Linked DNA regions of Sus scrofa: all the other regions are linked to region 1. Evidence: chromatin contacts called from public Hi-C data. All regions are on one chromosome and are shown on one strand. The core of a region is the stretch at or near the end of the contact, and the rest is flanking DNA. Distances in the headings are between cores, read along the strand shown. Region 1 holds the start of FAM171A1 (protein FAM171A1). Region 2 holds the start of NMT2 (glycylpeptide N-tetradecanoyltransferase 2). Region 3 overlaps FAM171A1 (protein FAM171A1).

Evidence for each region. Hi-C and Micro-C count contacts between places; a contact is called where the count stands out from the background.
Region 2: a contact with region 1 is called in a Hi-C map of skeletal muscle, with 4 times the contacts expected there. The contact joins the promoter of NMT2 here to the promoter of FAM171A1 in region 1. A contact is called at or near these places in 3 of 5 promoter capture datasets (fetal liver, fetal skeletal muscle and liver), 1 of 47 Hi-C or Micro-C datasets (skeletal muscle) and 1 of 2 datasets of contacts at active chromatin or transcription factors (skeletal muscle).
Region 3: a contact with region 1 is called in a Hi-C map of retroperitoneal adipose tissue, with 2.9 times the contacts expected there. The contact joins the enhancer-like site here to the promoter of FAM171A1 in region 1. A contact is called at or near these places in 1 of 5 promoter capture datasets (liver), 21 of 47 Hi-C or Micro-C datasets (adipocytes, alveolar macrophages, embryonic fibroblasts and 12 more) and 1 of 2 datasets of contacts at active chromatin or transcription factors (skeletal muscle).

Annotation. Positions count from the first base shown.
Region 1 is chr10:46,447,637-46,452,063 of Sscrofa11.1, reverse strand. It overlaps FAM171A1 (protein FAM171A1), which reads right to left and starts at 2,283. Exons shown (of 8, transcript XM_003130736.6): 1 at 2,045-2,283. The coding sequence starts at 2,141.
Region 2 is chr10:46,645,226-46,649,652 of Sscrofa11.1, reverse strand. NMT2 (glycylpeptide N-tetradecanoyltransferase 2) reads right to left here and starts at 2,486. Exons shown (of 12, transcript XM_021064837.1): 1 at 2,257-2,486. The coding sequence starts at 2,366.
Region 3 is chr10:46,590,333-46,594,759 of Sscrofa11.1, reverse strand. FAM171A1 (protein FAM171A1) reads right to left here. Exons shown (of 8, transcript XM_003130736.6): 6 at 1,041-1,157. Among named protein-coding and RNA genes, the nearest start is that of NMT2, 55 kb to the left of the region's middle. Within about 2 kb of position 1,924, at least 27 of the 83 cell types and tissues checked have an H3K27ac peak or open chromatin away from gene starts, as enhancers often do. A contact at or near this core is called in embryonic fibroblasts, fetal liver, liver and 4 more, where this site is marked.

The sequences.
Region 1 (4,427 bases), core at 1,034-3,533:
GTAGTGAGATCCTGAGTCTGGTACAGCTCCTGGCCTCGACTCTTTAATGTTATCCTATGCCATCAAGGAGGTAATCCTGAGGAAAAATATTCCAAGATACAAGACCTCATGCTCCAATCATACTACACAGTAAGGTACTCCTAGCCGTGGCGTAAAGATCTCACAGGTTGACCATTTCTCACCCACTGCATAGAATATTCCATTTTTGAGACTTCAGTTACCAAATACAATTTTTAGCAGCAAGATCTCTGCCAAATGTGGTCTTCAACCCTAAATCTAGTAGGATTTTTTTCATGACTTTTTTCAGTTGAGTTCGTGCCTTCCTGTATTTTATAAGTGTGTGAACTTAATGTTTCTGTAGTCCTATTTCAAGTGCAAAACAAAAAATTCAACTTGATCTTTGGAATTAATGGCCTTGTTGAAACACAAATACCATATTCATTAAAATAGCTGATTCGAAGTGCAGTAGGGTATTAATGAAAGCGGCTACAATGCAACACTGATGATCTAATGTCCTAAACATTTATTTCCTACATGAAGAAACACAGGACTCTTTTTTGTACCTTTTTAAGCTCACCCTTTTGGAGCATACATGACTAAATTGATATCCATTTCAGAATGGTCCTAGTTCCACCACAGCTATAGAAAAAGCAATGCAGGAAAGAGACGCCAGCAAATGATAAGGCAATAGATGAATATAACCTTTCATTCAACCTGTAGATAACGAACTAAACCCAGCCGACTGTGGGGAGCCCCAACATCAGATGTGGAAATCCATCCAGGGTTCTCTGCTCCCTGGCACTCCTGGGCTCTGAATATTTGTCTTCAGGGAAAAGTGTGAGCAGGAAGAAAACAGAAAACGGGGTAAGGCAGGGTCCTAGCAATAGGACGAAGCGTTCTCTCGAGCACCGAGCATCGTGTCTGCAGGGCAGACCTCACAGAACAGACGCCTTTCCTGGAGGAAAGGACACCCGCAAGGAGTCGGGGTGGGGGTCTCCAGGGCTGCAGGGAAACCCTCCCGGGAGAGCAGAGAGGCCCAGGGAGTCCGGGCACTGGTGTCCTGGGTGGATGCCAAATGTTAATCTGCGGGGGCCTCCCTCACTCACCCTTTTGAAAAGCCAGGCAACAGAGCAGCCCTCCATCTAGAGCCCACAAATGCGTGCAAAGGAAGCTTTGGGGCTTCCCCCGCAATAAATTCTCATTTTAAAAACAAAAGACAGGCTCGTGGCCATTCTCAGAGGCGACCACATTCCTCCCTGGGCTGGAAAGCAGATTTGAAGAGGCCAAAGATTAGACAAAAGGCACGAGCTGGCGACATACAGCCCAGGAAATGATTTTCGTGTGTTTTAAATTGATTAGGGCCTCCCACTTCCAATTCTTTCTCCTCTTTCGGGGATGACTCCTGGGCCGCCAAGCAAATCCCTTAAGGCCTGGAAAAGACTCCGGATAAGGAGGAGGAGGAGACCCCGAAACTTTCCCAAACTGCGGCCGGCTGGAGGCGGGCAGCGGCCGCAGACCTGGGGTCCCGGGGCGCAGGGGGCACCCCAGGGGCGGCGGCCACCTTCTCGGCCGCCGCAACAAAAGGGCCGAGCGCAGCCTCTGCAATCTGGCTTCGACGATCCGAGTCCTGGGAGGTGGCGGCGGGGGGAAGCGGGCGACGGCAACCCGGGGGGCAGCCGCTCTCGCCCGGGCAAAGGAGATGGAGCCGCGTGTCTGCGTCGCGCATAAAGGACCTTCGGCTGCATCCAAACCAGCTACCCGAGGCGGCAAAAGCTGATGCCACCTACACCACCAGCGGCCCACGGCCCCCCGGGAACATCCGCCCGGGGAATCTCGGCGTCCCCAGGCGGCGCCGCCCCCTCGGGAGCGCGGCGCTAGGGCCGCAGGCCCCGCGGCGGCGACTCGGGCTCGGGCTCCGGCCACCACCGCAGCGACACAATGCCGCCCGGCAGCCTCGCCGCCTCCGCCGCAGGCCCGCGGCCGACACAAAGCCTGCCGCCGCCGGCCCTCGCGCCTCCCGGGCCCGCCGCCGTCGCGCACCGACCTTGGGCTCCGGCGCCAGGCTCCCGCAGCGTCTTGGTCACCGCCTTCCACACGTTGCAGCCCAGCAGGCAGAGCAGGAGCGCCGTCGACCTGCTCATCTCCGCACCGCAGGGCCCCGGGCGGCGCGGGCTGGCCGACCACCGGCTCGGAGCGGCGCGTCAGGGGCGGCCGACCGCCGCGCCTCCCTCCATGTCGCCTGGCTCCGCGCGCGCCGGGCCCGCCGCCCGATTGGCCGCGCCCCCGCCCGGCGCGGCGCCGGGCCCCGCAGCCCACGGCCGCTCCCGCCTCCGCGCGCCCCGGTGGGTTTCCCCGAAGAGCCGCCGCCGCCGCCGCCGCCGCCGCCTCCTTAACCCCTTCGTGCCCCCACCCCGCACCCCGCCCCGCCCGCCGCGACGCCCAGGCCCCGGGCCGTGGTGCCACCTGGCGGCCGCGCGCCCCGCCTGCCAGCGCAGCCACCCCCTCGGGGTCGCCCCGCGCGCCCGCCGGCCACCCACTAGCAGTGACTGCCACGTTGGCTACCAGACAGCTCTGCAGCCCCCAGCCCCGACCGCTGTGGAGTGACAACACTAGTCTTTAGCCCGATACACTCGCACCTAGTTAACTCATGGTCCTCAGGTGGCACCGAGGTTACATATGACCTTGCTCGGTTTTTTGCGGGAGAAGCCCATCCTGCCGCTCTTCCCGGCCCAATCCACCCATGACCCCTGGGAGGACTTGGCACCCAGGAGCAGTCCCCCAGTTCATGTAAACTGTAGGCGACCCTTGGTGCTTGAGTGTAGACAGGTGAACTTCTCTGTGTTGAGCTGTCCTTGGATATTTGTCCTTGGATCTAGAAGGTTGGGAAGGAGGAAAGGGAGGAAATTTACGTTTACTGAGGCCCTAAATACTTTTTCTCTTTCATTTTGTCTTCATAATATATGATCTCAGAGATGGGTGTTGCTCTCCCCACTAAGAGGTGAGAAAATCATAGGAAAATTTGTCCTTAGCTCATAACTGGTGGGTGACAGAGGAATAAAACAATCATTCTGGTCCCGGGGGTTGAAGCTCTTCACCCAAACCTCAGGCTTCCTTTGAGCCAAGTACCTCACACCCTCAAACTTCCCTTCCTTAACCCGATCTTGTTTGTGCCTTTCTGGTACCACCCTCAGTCCCATGTTTCTTGCCACCTTCTCGACCAATCAGCACTGCAGGGACCTTGCGACCTCTGCGACAGACTCCAGGCCAGGGGATTTCTGGGGGAATCCAGATATTTCCAGCAGCAGAGGCCGGGTGCTGCCTCCAGAACGCTAGGCCAGAGGAGGGTTATTACTGTAATTTTATTAATTGGACATTAAGTCATGGCAGGCACTGTACCAAAAAGAGAATGAAGGATGGCGCTTGCCCAGTTGGCTTATTATAGACAAATCATTGTGAGATACAATAAAACCAGGAGGAGGAGAAGCCGATGTGGGTGTTAGCCACAGCCTCAGGACCAATGCTGCAATTTGTGCAAATTGTGCACCTGCACAGGGTGTCAGGTAGTCAGGAAGATAGAAAAGAAAACCCACAGTTAGGGACTGCCTGATAACCGCCTCCTTCTGACTTCCAGCATCAAAGCCTTAGGGTAATTCCAGGGTCCACATCAGAGCCAGGAGAGGGAAGCATATGAGATGGCCATCCAGATCAGTCAGACCTCAATCCCAGTTTGGGTTCCTGCCCACTGGAGCAGAGGGTCCGGGCCAGCCAGCTTACTGCGTGGCGGCTTTGGGAGAGGGGCAGTCGCAGAGTTTTCAAGTCACTTTCTTGGGGTAGAGGGGCTTCTCAAGAGAAGTGACATGAGACCCATCCTGGAGTTGAACTTGCTCACTTCCTATCTTTTGAGGATATGCCTTTGTCAGGGATGTTGATTATAAGACAGGACTAGCCTGAGCAAAAAAAATGAATGATAACAACTGAGAACCAGGTTATTGGGAGATGACCTGGGACTCCTACAAAATCCTGAGAACTGAAGTGTTAGGTCTCATGAAGACACTATTATATTTGGAGTTCCTAATCATATGTCACTCTCCCTGGACTGGAGATCCTTCCTTATAACAACTTACTTGGGTAGTGTTATTATTCCTATTTTACAGCTGAACAAACTGAGGCTCTTTGACAAATAATTTGCCCATAACATCTGGGTTTCCTAACAGCAAATTCAAAGTCCCTATACCAGGTTATCTCCAAGAATAAATTTCATGCAAATGATTCAGGTTACCTCTAGCTGTGTCCAAATTGTTTTAAAAGCTGTTTCTAGGGAGTTCCCACTGTGATGCAGTGGGTTAAGAATCCAACTGCAGCAACTAAGGTCGATGCATTCAAGTGGGTCCAATTTATGGCCTGGCTCAGGGGGTTGAAGGATCCGA
Region 2 (4,427 bases), core at 1,237-3,736, 200 kb before region 1:
TATGTGATTTACAATATTTCATCAAGTTCTGTTGTACAATAAAGTGACCCAATCACACACATTTCCCTGAGCTGTACGGTATGATCCCATTGCCCATTCATTCCAGATAAACAGTCTGCATGCCCCAAACCCCCAAATCCCCATCCCTCCCACACCTTCCCCTTCCCCCCCCACAAGGAACCCCAAGTCTGCTCTTTTTGGCCATGAATTTGTGGAAAATGAAGAGGCCAGGTGTAGAAAAGACAAGACTTTCGAATTTTAACATTTACCAACTTGAGCTGCTTAGGAAAAAATCTAGGTTGCTACTGAGCCCTATCATCAGCACGAGCCAAATAAAACACAATCACTCCCCCAAATTTGGCTCCCATTATCTGAATTCAAAAAGGCAGTCCAACTAGCACAGCCACTTAGATTTCTACTCTTGTCCTGACAGGTTAATAGGCCACGATCAACCCATTACGACAATTTCTTCCTCCAAGAAGCTGAAATCATGTTATCTGCTCCTGGTTAAAACAGTCAGTTCACTGGGCATCTCTGAATTGTGAGTAACTGTGCTAATATATAATTGATGTGCTGATGTACAAAACTGACTCTTTCTGAAGAGGGCATGGAGATGCTTTTGGGTGCTAATCTGGGAACTTTGCAGAGTCTCCTGCAAGGCTCCTGGGGGCAGGCCCAGATCAAGGGGTACACAGATGGGTAATTCTCTCTGTACCATGCACATTCCGGACTGTGTAAGCAAAGAAGTACATAACCAAGCCTTCAAAAGAACGAAGAACAAGAAACAGAAATTACAGTGGAAAAGTCAGGCATCCAGGGTCTTGCTAGAAAGACAAAGGACAGGTGATGAAGTTTTCTGCGTAATCCATCACATTTGCATCTGGGCTCATTTCTGGCACTGGTGTCATTGTTTCAAAAACTTATCTATATTTAGCTATCTATCATAGACAAATTTCTATCACCGCATAAACAGAACTGGGGCTCAGATGTCTGCAGAATTTCCTCTCTTCAAAAAAAAAATATTCTAGACTAGAATTACAACATTCTGTACTTGCAGCTGCCACTGAAAAAAAAATCACGCCAATGAAAGATACATTTAGTCAGCTTTTCTTTTGCTTGATCTCTCTCAATATTTCATAACACATGAAAGCTCAAAGTTCCTTTCTTAAATAAATCTTCAACCAGACGTTAAAGAGAATGCAAATACTTTACACTTTAAATCATCAATCATTTAAAAAATCCTCCCCATGAACTGAATAAATAAGCCATCTGTGACTAAGGCCTCCCTATCATGTTTTTAAGCTGACCCACTTCTTTGCCAGTCACCATGGTTTGCAAAATATCACTTCTAAGGGGTGGCACTGTACTAGCGCATAGTTCGATTCCATCAAGGTAGAAGGGCAAGGTAGCCACTAGCCTGGATTTAAAATGACCCCCCTCCCGCTGCCGCCTATAAAACAGAACTTCAATACCCTCCTTCATCAGAAGCAACCTTTTTCCCACCGGAGTGCAAATCAAGTCTGTGCGGGAGAAAAGGGAGCCAGTAAAAGGAGGAAGAAACCTGACCAGGTGTTAAAGCATGGCTCTGGAGATCAAAACACCCATCCGGATCTGACCCGGTCAGCAGGCGCTACCCCCTGAGACAGAGCTGAAATGAGGGTCGGGCCGGCTTTGGAGACGCAGACGCGCTCCGCGATGGCGAACCTGCGCGTCCCCAGCAGCCTGGCCGGGACCCCCGGCGCCCCCGTGCCCATCTCAGCGCGGGGAGGGGCGGCCGGGGCAGCACAACTTTCCGCTGCTCCTGGCCAGCAGCGCCGGAACCAGCAGGGGCAAATCTCAAACCGCTCCGCTCCACCAGCGGCTTTTTTCCCCGCGGCTGGGGGAGGGGTAACAGGGTCCAGGAGGACTTACGGAGGGATGACAAGGAGCGGAGAGAGGAGAACCACTTCCCACCAGCCGGGCCACCACAAAGGGAAGGGCGCCGCGCCCCCCTTAGCACTACTGAGTCACATGCCGGCCGGGATGGGGGCGCGCCAGGGCGGGTCGCACGGCAGGTGACAGCGGCGTGGCGGGTCCCCACGCCTCCCGGCGCACCAGGGGGCTCGCCCCCACTGCGCCTCTCCGCGCGCGAGCCGCGCCCCCCGGACCTCCCGCCGCCCTGGAGCCGCGCGAAAGCCACGCGGGGGCCGGGGAGCCGCTCAGCGCCGCTGCCGCGCCCGGGAGCCTGCGTCCGCACCGAGCCCCAGGCGCGCCTACCCTTTGGCGTGCTCCGTCTCCTCCTCATTGTCCCCGTCGATCCCACACGTGTCCTGGTCGTCCAGCTCCAGGCTCTGCTGGCTGGCCGCTGACTCGCTGTCCTCCGCCATCGCGGCGGCGCGGTCTGGGAGGCGGCGCTCCGGGCCGCGGGCGTGGGGGGCCGGTGCGGCGAAGGCGGCGGCGGCGCTAGCAGCTCCCTCTAGTGCCGCCCGCCGTCTCCTCGGAGCCAGAGCTCTGGACTCAGCGCCGGCCCCGCCCCGCCCCGCCCGGGCCCGCCCACTACGACCTGGGCCCGCCCACCAGGCCCCGGGATGGGTGGAGGTCTGTCCGCGGATGGGGGTGGGGGCGACAGTGAGGGTGGTCGCTACCTGCGCAGGGTGCAGGGGTGGCGCCCTGGAACCTGAAGCCGCGCAGCCCCTAAACCCTGGGCTCACCTCTGAACACCGCAACCCGCGGACCAAATCCTATGCCTTCTTTTTTGGAGCACAGGCAAGGCGATTTTTACAGCTCTTCATATTCAGAAGAGCTTTTAACTCTTTGGGGAATTCTTACTCGGCGGAGGCGTGCCAAAGCCATCGATGGCCAGAACCCTCCCCTCCCCCCCACCCCCAACCACGTACACTTTGCAAAAATTCCAGTTCATATGTCTCTGTCTTTCCAATGCCGCAAAATCAAAGTCAAAACAGTGCTTCCAGCCTTCCCGCCTCTCCAACCAGGCCCGCAGGTCCTAAAAGTCTTGACAAGAGAACACATGTGGAGCTGCTCCAGTTTTTGCTGCACAGCACAGAAGACTGGCTCAGCCCAGAACAACCATCTTGGGGGAAATGGGATTTGTCCGTGATGCTGAGAAATTGGACAGTGTAGGGAGGCCACTCTCTGGCTTCCTCGAGTGAAGGTTTTGGCGTAGACCTCCAAGCAGAAGAAGGTTATGGCCTTCAAGGCTGCAATGGCCCTCTGTCCTCTGAGGGCAGGAGGGAAAGGAGACGCTCATGGCTTGCCAAATAAAAGGCAGGTGGAGTTCAAACTCTTATTTGCTTTTGCAGTGTGTATATTCCAGCCCTTTTCTGTGCTTTCCCTTCCATGGGCAGAGTTCAAGGTCCCACTAGGTTATGGGAAGCCTATGTGGTTTTACAAAGGCGGTGGAAAGATTGTTATCAGAGATGCTCGGTCAGGAAAAATAGGCTTAAAAAGCCACCCGAAATTTTTAGGGTGGGTCCTTTTTTTGGCGGAAGGTATTGGAAGCATGTGGGCTTTTTTTTTTTTCTCACCATGAGCAAGACCATGCTTTTCAAATACAATAAGATAGAAGGATCTAAAGACATACTTGCAGGGTGATTTCAAAGTTCACCAGGCTTTTAGGACGGACTGAGGTGGAGCCAGCAAAGGTTCTGTAAGAAGGACAACACAGGGCCAAATCATGAAGGAAATACAGCGCTTCTTTCACCAGTGCAACGATTTCTGAGGCAGAAAGTCACATGCGGCCGCTGGCTTCAAACTTTAGGCAAATATAGATCAGTGAATTCCCTGTGGCTGACCCCTGTGAACATGAAGAGTTGGATAACTAACTTGGTTGGGTAACCAGCAGGATCCTGACCAGGAGCAAATCTATCAGATCAGTTGCCATAACCTATTAGAAAGGTTTTCTAAAATATTTTAAAAACATCAAGCAAAGGGAACTCAGCAGACACATATTTATTTGAATTTTCAAGAAGTTTTGACTAAACCTCTCAAAAAAAGAATGAGAAAACACATAACCCTGGAGAAATGAAATGAGGGCATCAAAAACCAGTTAAACACTAGAAAGCAATGTCAAATAGGGAACATCTGTTCTCCAGAATGCAAAGAAGCCTCTTTTTGGTACTGGATGGAGATTATATAATACAAATGTGTGTCATCATTAATCATTGGAAAGAGGACAGAGTTTGCAGACAACCCTGGAGATTCTTAAATCCTATTGTTATGATGCAAAGAGACTCACTCTGTTTCGAAAAATGTTTGCTTCGCCCCCCTGGTTTAATCCCAGAATTCGGGGGACTGAAATCAGGTGGTATCTTCTAGCATCTCAGATCCAAGATTTATTTGGGTGAAGATAGGACTGTACAGTGGTTACCAGTGTGTTAAAAGAGGCTCTTGGGAATTTCCTATTCTGCCTGACTCATCTCTTATTATAG
Region 3 (4,427 bases), core at 675-3,174, 140 kb before region 1:
CTTGGATCGCTGCTGTGGCTCAAGGTCTGATTCCCAGTCTGAGAACTTTTAAATGCCGTGGGCATGGCCAAAGCCCCTTCCTGCCGCCAACACAAAAAGATTTTAGTCATATTTTGAAAAATACAAGTTAATTCACGTATCCTAAATGGAGAGGATTTTTTTTTTTTTTTTCCCCGCCCTTCGGTATATGGAGTTCCTGGGCCAGGGATTGGATCCAAACCACAGGTGCAACTTATACCAGATCCTTTAACCCACTGTGCCGGGCTGGGGATTGAACCTGCATCCTGGTGCTGCAGGATGCTACCAATCCTGGTGCACCACAGCAGGAACTCCTGAATCTTCTTTTAGATGCGAAACAACAGGCTTGCTGTGAAGCCTTTTACAAATGCCCAGTCAAGGTTTTGGCCCCAAGAAGCCTCCAAGGGTGAGTTCCTTTCCTCACGTGTTTTCTTACACGGGCCACAGCTGTTTCAGGAATTAGGGAGGAGATCCAGACCGCCTCTGTGGGCTTTGGATTAAGAATTCCCTACAGCAGCTGTCTGAGCAAAACAGAGATTCGAGACTATTTTCTATGCATTATTCTTATCCTCGATGGGAGACTTCCAACCAGAACTCCCCACCCCCACAAAACAGCTTCCTCTCATTGTTCGATTTTTTTCATACTTTCAACCATTTTTGAGGAAGATGTGATCTCCCTGCTGAAGACACTTTTTTTTTTTTTTTTTCTTTGTGTTTTTAGGTCCCCACTCATGGCACATGGACGTTCTCAGGCTAGGGGTCAAATTGGAGCTACGGCCACCGGCCTACATCACAGCCACGGCAACTCAGGATCTGAGCCATGTCTGTGACCTATTCCGCAGCTCACAGCAACACCGGATTCTCAACCCACTGAGCGAGGCCAGGGATTGAACCCCCGTCCACATGGATACTTAGTTGGGCTTGTTACTGCTAAGCCACCTTGGGAACTTTCCAAAGTACACTTAGCCTGAACCCTCAAAGGCATCAATCCCCATCCCTGCAGGTGTTGGGGATCCTGTTACCTGGGTTGGGGGGTGACATGGCTGCCACCCAGTACCCCAACTGAGGGGCAATGTAGGTCCACGTCAGCTGGCTGCCTTCCTGGTGCACAAGGCCGAGACCACTCTTCAGCCACGTTCCTGTGAAATGCAGAAAAACACTTCAGCCGGAGGCCTGCTCAACTCCTCTTTGAGGCTTAAAAGCACAGTCCAGATCACCTTAAGTGTCATGTTTACAACCCATTCGAGAGCCCAAGGGGTCAGGCTATCAGGGAGGGACTGCATTCTGCTTTCTGCAGAAATTCTTTTTTTTTTTTTTTTTTTTTTTTTTGGTCCTTTTAGGGCCACACCTGCGGCAGAGGGAAGTTTCCAGGCTAGGGGTCCAATCAGAGCTGCAACTGCCAGCCTACACCACAGCCACAGCAATACCAGATTTAAGCCAAGTCTGTGACCTACACCACAGCTCAAGCCAATGCCGGATCCTTAACTCACTGAGCAAGGCCAGGGATCAAACCTGCACCCTCATGGATACTAGTTGGGTTCATTTCCACTGAGCCACGATGCAAACTCCTCTGCAGGAATTCTTTTCCCTACCTTTCAGGAAAGAGTCGGACTATGTTCTTGGCCTTTCTGACTCAATTACTTTCAGCTCCTTTATCGCATGCACATCCCCGCTTCCAAACACGGAAAATGTTATAGCAGAAGCCTTTCCAGTTTACGACTATGCCATCTTGGCCGAGCTCCTCCAGAAGCCTCTGGAGTTTAGAAACAGAATCAAGGTACAGCCTGGAAACGGTTAGGGGGCGGGGAAAGAAGAGGGAAAACTCTGGCACTGTGGCTATGCTTCATCCTCCAGCAAATAAACGGATTTCCTCTCCGGAATCACAGACTGGTGACATCAGAGTTGCTTGGGGAAGTTTTAAAAATGCAATATACAGATTCCTTGGTTCCCTCTTATGGGCAGATTCTAACCCGTAACCCTGGCTTAGGTGAGTATTTTAAGAAGCTTCCTGTTGGCTCTAAGGTTGGGAGACACTAAGTAAGTCCAGGCTGGTGCTGTCTTTCCGTCACTACTTTAACTAGTCTTTAACATTAACGAGTACCCACTGTGAGCTGGCTGGTTACGGCTATGTGTTTTGTGTGTACGTTATCCATAGTTGTCACAACCACCCTCCCGAGTAGGACTTATTTTCCCCGTTTGGACAAGGACGCTGGAGATGGGTGAGACACGGCACTCTTCTGAGGCCTTGGGGTAGAGAACAGAGCAGGGCAGCCTAGGTCCGTCTGTCTGTCTGTCTTCAAGCCCAGTGCTATTTCTTCCACTCAGCCCTGCTGTGTGTCCTACAAAACTTGCCAGCCTTTGATAATCTTTTCACTTTGTAAGGTTTCCAGGAGCAGGCCGCATCGCCCAAGGGCCCATGCGGCTGTCACCTGTCTCGCCCGCAGAAAACTTTGCTTTGAGGCCCAGGAGGCAAGAGTGTGCTGACCTGGCCTCCCCATGGTGTGGGCGCACCCACCCGACCCACCAGCCCGGAGACACTGGGCACTCACATGGGGCTCCTCCTAGGATCACCAGCCCCCTGACAAGGCCACGTGGAATCCTGCCCACCCTGGGCCTCAATGCACCAGTTGTGCACCAAATATTCCCCCACCCCCATCTTTCCTAGGTATACACATCACCGAGGTGGCAAGAGTGGCTCACTCCCCTTGCAGGAAAGAAACAATACTTGGCACAGCTTCTAGGGCCTATGAGTTGCCATAGCAGCATTCAAATGTAGTAGGTGGCCCAGCAATGCTTCCCCAGCACATCCCCGCCCCCCCACTTCCCGGAGAGGCCAGGCGTCAGAAGGCGAGGTCTGATGCCCCCAACGCAACAGGCTGAATCATGGCTCTGGAGGATTTAGATTCAAGTTAGAGGAGACCATGACCGGGAGGGTTTCCAAAATGAGTCTAAGGACAAGGATGCTGAACGCAGGGTCATTGGCTGAGAGCATCCACCCAGAAATGGTTCAGCTGCTCGGAGCATCACTCACTCCAGGGGGCTGCTGAGGAAGGGAAGCAGAGGGCGTTTGACACATGCGGCTAAAGGGTTTCTGGGTTGGGTCAGGAAGTCTGCCTGGAGGCAGAGAACGGATTGTTTGCCACCACTTCCAGCTTCCCCTGGGGAAGCGGGGGAACCCACGCTGATTAGCTCATGACTAACACACCCCACCCCACTCCCACAGGAGCAGCCCTGCCAGGATCTCCTATCAGCCAGGAAGCGGCTTGCATTCTTTGGTTTGCAGTTTCCCCCAGATTAGATTCTTGAGTCACTGCTCTTCAAGGGGAGCGGATACCAGGATTAGGCTAAAGGACCCGGAGGAAAAGAGCTGGAGGCTCCGAGTCCTCATTTGTGCTGGTTCAAGGGCAAACCACCTACCTGGCCGACTACACTGCCTTGGCTTTTGACGCAGCCACAGTCCAAGTGGAAGTGGCCTTTTCAAACATCTCACAGTTAGCCTGTGGGCGAGCCTATTGGCTAGATAGACAGACAGACAGACACCCCCCCACCCACACCCACACCCAGCTAACAGGCCCCCAAGTCCAGCCTGTGATGCTGGTGGGAGCCAGAAAAGCCAGAAAAGCACCTACAAGCCGCTCTGGGAGTGCAGTGAGGGTGCCCCTGGGGTGGGCAGGGAAGGCTGGGGGTGAGCTGGGCTCTGGGGAACTGACAGGACTGTCACCTGGGGGGTGGGGCTGGGGGAGCAGAAAGGACAAGCATCCACAGAGGCACAGAAGATTCCCGGGGTGGGGGGAGGCCAGCGGGGCAGGAAGGAGGGAGCCTGGGAAGGGCTGGGCAGGGCTGGGCAGGGCTTCCAGTGCCAGGAGCAATGGGAGGCCACCGGCTTGTCCCTGGAGGCACAGAGGAGGCGAGGTCACGGCTGCTCTGACCCCCCACAGCCCGCCCCCGTTCTTCCTAGCTTGGCCCTCCCAACGCGTACCTGTCCTCACAACACATCCTCTGTGACTCTGCCCTCAACTGCTGTTCCTACCACACATGGCTTTCCTCTCTTCCAAAAATCTGCCCAACTTCACGATCAAGTCCTGCGTTTACTCCAAGTCCCTCCAGCATGCAGGGGTCTTCCACGGCTCAGGGACCCCAGGGCATGTTCCTCCATGATCCAATTTCCAGAAGCAAACCTTGCCTAAGTTGCTAACCTCCTATCTGATGCCCAACATCCTCTCTGCTGGTGTGAGCCCGAGTCCTCTGCTCCTTCTGTCTCCTCTGCACCCAGCATTATCCTTGGCATGGCAACACCATAGTATTGAGTGTGAGAGCCTGACATGCAAACCCCACCCCCCCAAATAACATCAGATGACCTTCCGTGCAAAGCTGGGTGTGTCTGGCAGGAAAGATCTCCTTCCGGAAGT